2 separate regions of the Zea mays genome follow, and region 2 is linked to region 1. The links are chromatin contacts, called in public Hi-C maps. All regions are on one chromosome and are shown on one strand. The core of a region is the stretch at or near the end of the contact, and the rest is flanking DNA. Distances in the headings are between cores, read along the strand shown. Region 1 holds the start of LOC100274190. Region 2 overlaps LOC103635738 (E3 ubiquitin-protein ligase KEG).

Evidence for each region. Hi-C and Micro-C count contacts between places; a contact is called where the count stands out from the background.
Region 2: a contact with region 1 is called in a Hi-C map of ear, with 2.3 times the contacts expected there. The contact joins the enhancer-like site here to the promoter of LOC100274190 in region 1. A contact is called at or near these places in 2 of 25 Hi-C or Micro-C datasets (ear and endosperm).

Annotation. Positions count from the first base shown.
Region 1 is chr8:115,906,026-115,909,760 of Zm-B73-REFERENCE-NAM-5.0, forward strand. It overlaps LOC100274190, which reads right to left and starts at 1,956. Exons shown (of 7, transcript NM_001357783.1): 1 at 1,203-1,956; 2 at 207-262. The coding sequence starts at 1,917.
Region 2 is chr8:116,611,784-116,615,518 of Zm-B73-REFERENCE-NAM-5.0, forward strand. LOC103635738 (E3 ubiquitin-protein ligase KEG) reads right to left here. Exons shown (of 15, transcript XM_008658118.3): 14 at 3,708-3,735; 15 at 1,712-3,631. The coding sequence ends at 2,081. Among protein-coding and RNA genes, the nearest start is that of LOC103635738, 24 kb to the right of the region's middle. Within about 2 kb of position 1,713, at least 18 of the 20 cell types and tissues checked have an H3K27ac peak or open chromatin away from gene starts, as enhancers often do. A contact at or near this core is called in ear and endosperm, where this site is marked.

The DNA of each region.
Region 1 (3,735 bases), core at 706-3,205:
ACCCCCATATAAACCGACTCAGAGTCAAGGCCAAAGGAGGTCCCCAAGCCATGGGGCCCCGAGAGTAGGATCCCCCCTGAAGTCAGTCTCCTGAGACAGGATCCTTGAGCACGTCTTGGCAATAGCTGAGTCCCCAAACGTTGATAGAAATCATTCAAACATATGAAAAATCATAGCACCAATGTTAAGAAGGAAAAGGTACTAACTTGAATTGCATCATCATATCTGTAATCCCTCCCCATGACTCTACTATCAATTATTGCTGACACAAAAAAAAGGTTTACAAATTTCAGTAATAGCAACATGTAATTCTACGCAATGATAAAGGACAATCTACTTTACTTCCCAAAGGAAAAGGGTAAATATGTTATATGTACCTATAATTTTGGTTCGCCGATTGAGTATATTAACATATATGGAGAACAATAGTAACATCCCGCACTGCAAGTATGAAGTGGGTAACTTGACTTCGAATACAGTACAAGAAGGTTTCTCCTTTTTTGTTTAACATTTGAACTATGTATATAGTACACTGATAGAGATAACAAGATTCGTATGCAATTTTATTCACGTGCCAAATTTTAGTCATTGTTATATTTCTAGCAAAACTGTAAGAACAATTACAATTTCAAGGGAATAATCATGACAAGAGCAAAGTTATCATTCAAATTTCGAAGAATATAATATCAGCTAGTTTTAAGTTGCTATTAAAGAATGACAAATGCAAGTTGTAGGAACAAATAAAATGTGTTACAAGGAAATCATCCTCCAAATGTCACATTTCTGTTAATTCCCGGAAATACTAAATCTATTAGAACTTCAAAGGAAAAGACATTTTCAAGAGCAAATTCTGCGAAGTATATAAACAAAACTAACCTCTGTACCATTTAAAATCTCCTAGTTTTATATAATAATATAATGTTGTAGTGGCATTATGTTGATGCTATTCGAACTTGAATGAGAGCAAACAGAACCAATGTTACCACACTGAGAACCCCCATTTATATACTATCAATAACAGCATCAGCATGCATACGAGCTCAAATTATTGGGCTTTTGAAATACAAACCCAATTTGCAAATAATTTTATACCCAAAAAACAGTGAAAGGTTAAAAAATAAAAGATGTACCAGACTGGTGCATTTGGGCAACACATTCAGAATTACGCCAGCAACCTAGAATTGAAATTTACAGGCATTCACCTCGGACCAATCTGTTTGCCATTCTTGCCCACTTCTCCATCTCTGGCCCAGGTTCCATCACCGTCGCTCCAACATTGGGCCACCAGTCTGGCAACTTAGCTTGTGAGTACCCCCTCCAGACCTCCTTTGCTGGCTCTGCGACACGACTGGTCCGAGCTGCCTCCTTAGGCGGCGACGACACAGCAACCACCACCTCCTTCCCTCCCAAGCTGCGGTCCCTCCTTCGCACAACCGCCCTGCCGCCTTCACCCCACAATCCCCTCCTCAAACCCCGCCGCTGCCACGCCCGTAAGACCATCCCCAGCAGCAATCGCGCCGCGATGGCGCAGGCGAGCAAGAAGAGGAGTGCTCCGGTGAGGTAGCGCAGCGACGAGCGGCGGAAGGTTAGGACGACGCGGTCTCCGCTGACCTCGCGCACCGCCGAGCGTAGGTCGCGGTAGGCGGCGTCGGCCTCGGTGCCGAGGCGGTGGATCTTTAGCTCCACGAGGCGGCGCAGGCGCCAGAGCTCCGCTTCGAGTGCGCCGAATCCATCGTCGGGGTGGGCGACCTGGTCGACCTTGCCTCGGGAGCGATCGGGACTAGGTTTTACACCGCGAAAACGGCGTGCAAAAGCTATCGTCGTGGTGGAGGCAGGTCGGTGGCCACGAGGGATATGGGAGTTGAGGAAGGATGGGGGAGATGGCGAGAAGGTGACGGTGGCGGTGGCTGCGGCCATCGACAGTCTTACGGCGACGGCGGAGGCGACGGAAAGAGCAGGGAAATTTGTTTTTTTTTCGCTTGTGGTTGCTTTTAGCAAAGGGAACGTATTATGTGCTCATGGAGCTCTTGTGCTCATATGAGCACTTTAAATCTGGTGCCTTCATTTCTCATCCAGGGGTGAGGGCAGCAGTGGCACACAGAAGAGACACGGCGCAGGTGGTCAAGGGTGACACACAGAAGAAACTAGAAAATGTAAATATTAAACTCTATAAATAACATTTGTAGTCATTGGCCGCACTTAGAACATCACTCACAGACTTTATTTTTGACTCGACTCTTTATTTGTCTCTGTGTAAATATTAAACTCTATAAATAACATCTAATAGCAGCTCCAACAGACTAGCTAAACAGCCCGTGCTCTATAAAAAAAAGAAAAACTCCGTGCAAAAAGCTTCCAACAGTCTCTTCATCAACTTCGCCATCGCATCTGGCTCGCCATCGTCTCCCCGTCGCTGGTCATTTTTGGCTAGCTCTTAGGATTCGCCATCTCCCAGCCGACGCGCTCTCCTGCCCTCCTGCTTCCTCCCGCACTCTCTCGCTTTGGTTCCCATGGCTCCCCGGGCAAGTTTGTCGTCTCGCAGTGATGAGTGAGCTCTCCCCTGACGAACCCACCTTTCCATTACCGTTGCTTCTTGCTTGTTTCGTCCCTATAGCTTCACCATAGTGACATCACATTCCAGTTGAACTGGTTCAAAAATGGGATTGTCAATGATACTAGGGAATATGAATCCGATGTTTGAACTGTTCAGTTGGCCCAGCTCCCATTTAGTTTAATCCAACTGTGACAGATGTGTTGTTATGGCTTCTTGAACACAGATTGTCTAGTTTGTTGAAGTGGAATGAAAACATAATCCACATTCTTTTCTAGTTTGTTGAAGTGGACTGAACAACTTTGTGTCTGTATTATGTGCTTGAAATTGGCACCAAATGTTGTGTCTGGGTGTCAGACCGATTCAGAACGGTCATGCGCCATGTCCGTCGGCTACAGCAGATGAAAATTCATGCGCAAAAAAAAGAACCGTATGAGTTGGCTAGTTGAGAGTTTTATAAGTCATCATCTATATTTGAAGAGTTTGTTGGATACACTCACATATTATGAACTTATCTATTTTTTACAGCTCTCAATACTTCAAATTTAGCTAGGATTTATACCTAGTCTTTTGGAGTTGCTCTAATTCAAAAACTCTCTAACTCTATAAATAACATCTTATTCCAAAAACTCCCTAACATGCAAGTTAGTTTGGCTAGCGAGAGTTACTAGCCAATTTTAACTAGTGATAGAGTCAATTTAGCCCCTGTTTGATTCAGCTTCTGGGGAGCTTCTGCCCGCCAGAAGCCAGAAGTTGAACCAAACGCAAAACTTCTGGGGGGCTTCTCCCGCAAGCGCTTCGGGCCGACGCGGCTGTCCCTACGGCCGCCAAGAAGCGGCAAACAAGTCGCTTCGCCCCGACACGCGCTGTACCCCCGCACTCCCGCACGCACCGCAAACGCAAACGCTCTCTGCGCTAGGGTTTCGCCGTCGCCATCTCCTGCCGCCAGGATCCCGTACCCGCGCGAGCGAATGACGGAACCATCACCTCCGGCCACCACCGCGGTATGTTCTTCTCCATTCCACGTCCCGATTTGTGCTCCTCCATCCCAACCATCTCTTCTCGTCCACCTTCGTGCCCGATTCGATTCGGCCTTTGTGCTTATAGATTCGTAAGTCCCCCAATCTAAGCCGCGAACAGGCTTGTTTCTAGCCGTCGCAATGTGTTGTTAGGGTTTTGGGGTC
Region 2 (3,735 bases), core at 463-2,962, 710 kb after region 1:
AGCTAGATCCACCGCTGCGGTGAAGTACTCGATGATATGATTGAGGACACCCCTTGGTTGACGTGGCAAGCGCCATGCGTGTGCTGATGATATAAGCTAAGGATTGAGAGGCAAACATGTATTCGATCCTGGCACCAGTATACCACACAAACAAAATGACTATCTCTGCAAATGAGACTTGCGACAGGATAAGTCACGAAAGAGACGGCAACAGAATTGAGAGAGGTTATTGTCCTTGCCAATCCAAGCGTCATATTCCGGATTTGGTGTGGGCTCGGAATCTAGGTAAATTATATAATCTAGTGCAAATAATTCAAGTGGCAAACAAACAACCATATTATGTGGATAGATTATATAATTTCAAGGTCAGATTATGATAATCCCATAATTTATTTAAGATGAGTTTATTGGAGATTATTTTTGGTAAAAGATCCACTGCCTATGGTTATGTTACTAGAAATTACAACGTCTGTCATTCACTTTTCTTCACGAACATGCTAAACCCGAAACCCCAGCACATTCCATCCAGCCATCGCATCGCTTCTCCAATCCAACCCGCCTGCAGCATGTCCATGAACAACCCGTTCACGACGACGGCTGATCCACGGTGGCAGCGCGGCTGCAGAGCTTCATGTCGCGGGCAGAGGAGGTCGCACCTCTATCCATGGCGTGCATGAGCGGCGGACGTGACCTTGCCAATAACACCGCCGGTGCAGGGCGCGACCTCGACCCCATGCTTGCGACACGCACCATCAGCCACGGTCGTGAACTAGAGAACGGCGGCACGGGCTCGTCAACTGTGTCATGGGGCGTCATCAACTGTGGCGCATGGCGCGAACTACCGAATGCCGGCATCGCCACAGTAGTCCACGGCGTAGATGCTGCCTACCATAGTTCGGGTGTGCTCTAGCTGCTCGATAAAATGTTCACAAGAAACATACATGTGCATGCCTCTGTTGTAGCTTCTCGTGGATGAATAACATTCATGATCAAATTGCCAATGCATTATTTGCTAGAATAATACCATTTTCTTTGTAGCGTACTTTCTTATAGAACAATAATATGTACTCGTAGGAATGATAAGCATGGATCAAATCGAATTAAGATAAGGCTTTATTTATATTTATTTTTAAAATAAAATAAATATAGAGACCTAACAAATTGTAAAGAAATATTTAGATCACGATCCATACCACCCTTATATACAACAAATTGTAAAGAAATATTTAGATCACGATCCATACCACCCTTATATACTTGTATAATCTACACTACCAAACAGTTGCATACGATAAATTATAATCTAGATTATATAATTCAGATTATAATCAAGATTATATAATCTTTAAGGTGAAATAGACAGGCCATTAATTCCTCATTTTGTGGAGATTCCTCATTTATTTTGTGGAGGTGGCATTAGAGGTAACAGTTGTGGAGGTGCCATTAGGGTACCAGTGAGCTCTAAATTTTATACTATAAGATTAAAGGATCAGACTCTATTTCTATTCATTTTTAAACTAAACTTTATTTAGAGCCCAACCATTTTGTGAAATTATTTAGATCACGATCCATTACCACACCAACACTGGTGCCACGCATACACAGCAGTGCAGTTTGTACCATATACGTCATCATACTCGTATGCCACTGAGCAGCTTGCAGTAACTCCTGGTACACGCGGCATTGCCAGCCACTCGGTGCACAACGAGTCAGCACATACAAGACCAGTAGACCACTATCAATCAAATTAATGTTCAGGTCCGAACCTGTACACTGGTATATATGGTACACTGAAACCCAAAAGGTATCAGGCGGCATAATTATACATGTAGACCAAAGGGAAAAAAACCTAGGTGGTGGTTATCAACTCTAGGAGTATTTCACTATCGCTGTCTTCTCATTCCCCGGTTATCAACAAGAAATACACCCTGCCATGCATGCCTATGCGATGATAACTATGTGCAACTTGCAACTCCACTGCAGGTTGAGATTTTGCTAAATTTGAAATGCTGCAAAATGGATGGGTGCAAGAAATGAGATATGGGGTCAAAAGAATACCACAAGCCTATGAACAAAAAGGTCAAAAGCCATTAGAAGCCTCCGTCAATAAATGGGCATCATCAAGAACGACATCAGCCGGGTCCCCAATCCAAAGTCTATCCCTCCACCGAAACTTTATCCTCAGCTTTCCGTTTGCATCCACACCCACAACCTCGCCTTTGCTCGCGTAGGTCTCCATCCCCCAGCCCCATCTGGGGGATACAAGACCAGATCGTATCCGTACTTTGTCACCTTGTCTGAAGGGCCTCACCTTTTCCACCTCCCATGCTTTGCATAACCACAGCCTCTCACAGAAGCAGAAAGCAATCCAGAGCTCTCCATCATCAGCCCGGTGGACCACCCCTATACTGCTGTGGTTCACATCACCCCATTGATACACTGGGGTTCCAACTGAGTCCTTAACCTTCACCCAGTCCCCAATACAGACTTCCTCCTCGTCCTCCACTTTTTCCACCTCTGCTGGGTCTGTCAACCAAGCCCTGGCACCAGCTGGTGTATGAATCCTCAGTTTCCCATCTGCGTCAATAGATGAGATTGTCCCTATGCTTGAATGACTATGATTGGACCAACCAAATCTTGGCTGGCGGATACAGCCTCTGATTCGAACACGCTGCCCAACAACAAACTTGCTAACTCCTTCAAGCTGGCTAGAAGGCCCAATCCACCTTTCCTGCTCACCACAAAAAGCGACATGAATGGTTCCATCCCAAGCATCACCTTGATATCCCACCCCATGCACCACACCAATGCTACCAGGCTTGAGTGATCTCCACTGCTCCACATCGTTCCTCAGCCTAACCCACTCTCCAACCTCGAAGATATTCTCAATTTCAAGATCTGCAGGATCGCCTCTCCACAATCCCGGCACACCAAAGAAGGCGACCCTTACTTCTCCATCAGCATGTACACCAGCGATGATGCCTCTAGAATCAGGGTTCGCATCTCTCCATCCCCATCTAGGCTCTGAAATTCCAGCACGGAACCGAACATGCTGACCAATTTTTACTGTCTGCACTTTCTCAATGTCTGTGTTATGGGTTAGCCACTTCCCATGCCTGAAACAGCCAGCTAACTCCAAGTAACCAGAGTCCTGAATGCTATGGACTACTGCAATGTTTATTCTCCCAACACTATTCCAGTCATAAGTAGGTCTGCTCCCAATACTTGGTTTTGGGCGGACCCAATCTCCAACCTCAAAAGCTGAAAGCCTCTCAGCGTCACCAGGAGCAACCTTCCATAAGCTTTTTCGGCCAGAAACCTTGATATTTAAAGTCCCATCCATGTCAATCCTTGATATGGCTCCAATAGTAGCTGCAGTTTCATTTAACCAGCCGAGGCGTGGCTCAGATATGGAAGGTGACACATGAACTTTTTCCCCTACTTCAAATGGTTGTGCCTTCTCGATATCTGCAACTGAGCAAAGAAAAAGCTTGCTTCTAAAGCAGAAAGCAACACCCACATCTCCATCATCTTGTAGACTATGAATTATCCCAATACTATTTCGAGTCACATCCTCCCATCCATATTTGGGTGAGGGAACTGTCACTTTGACTCTAATCCAATCGCCAACCTGCAAATATAAATGGAAGGTAATGATCCAAAGAAAATCGATTAAGGCATTAACATGAATATTAAAAAGTTTATACCTTGAAGTTCTCAATCTTTTCCATGTCC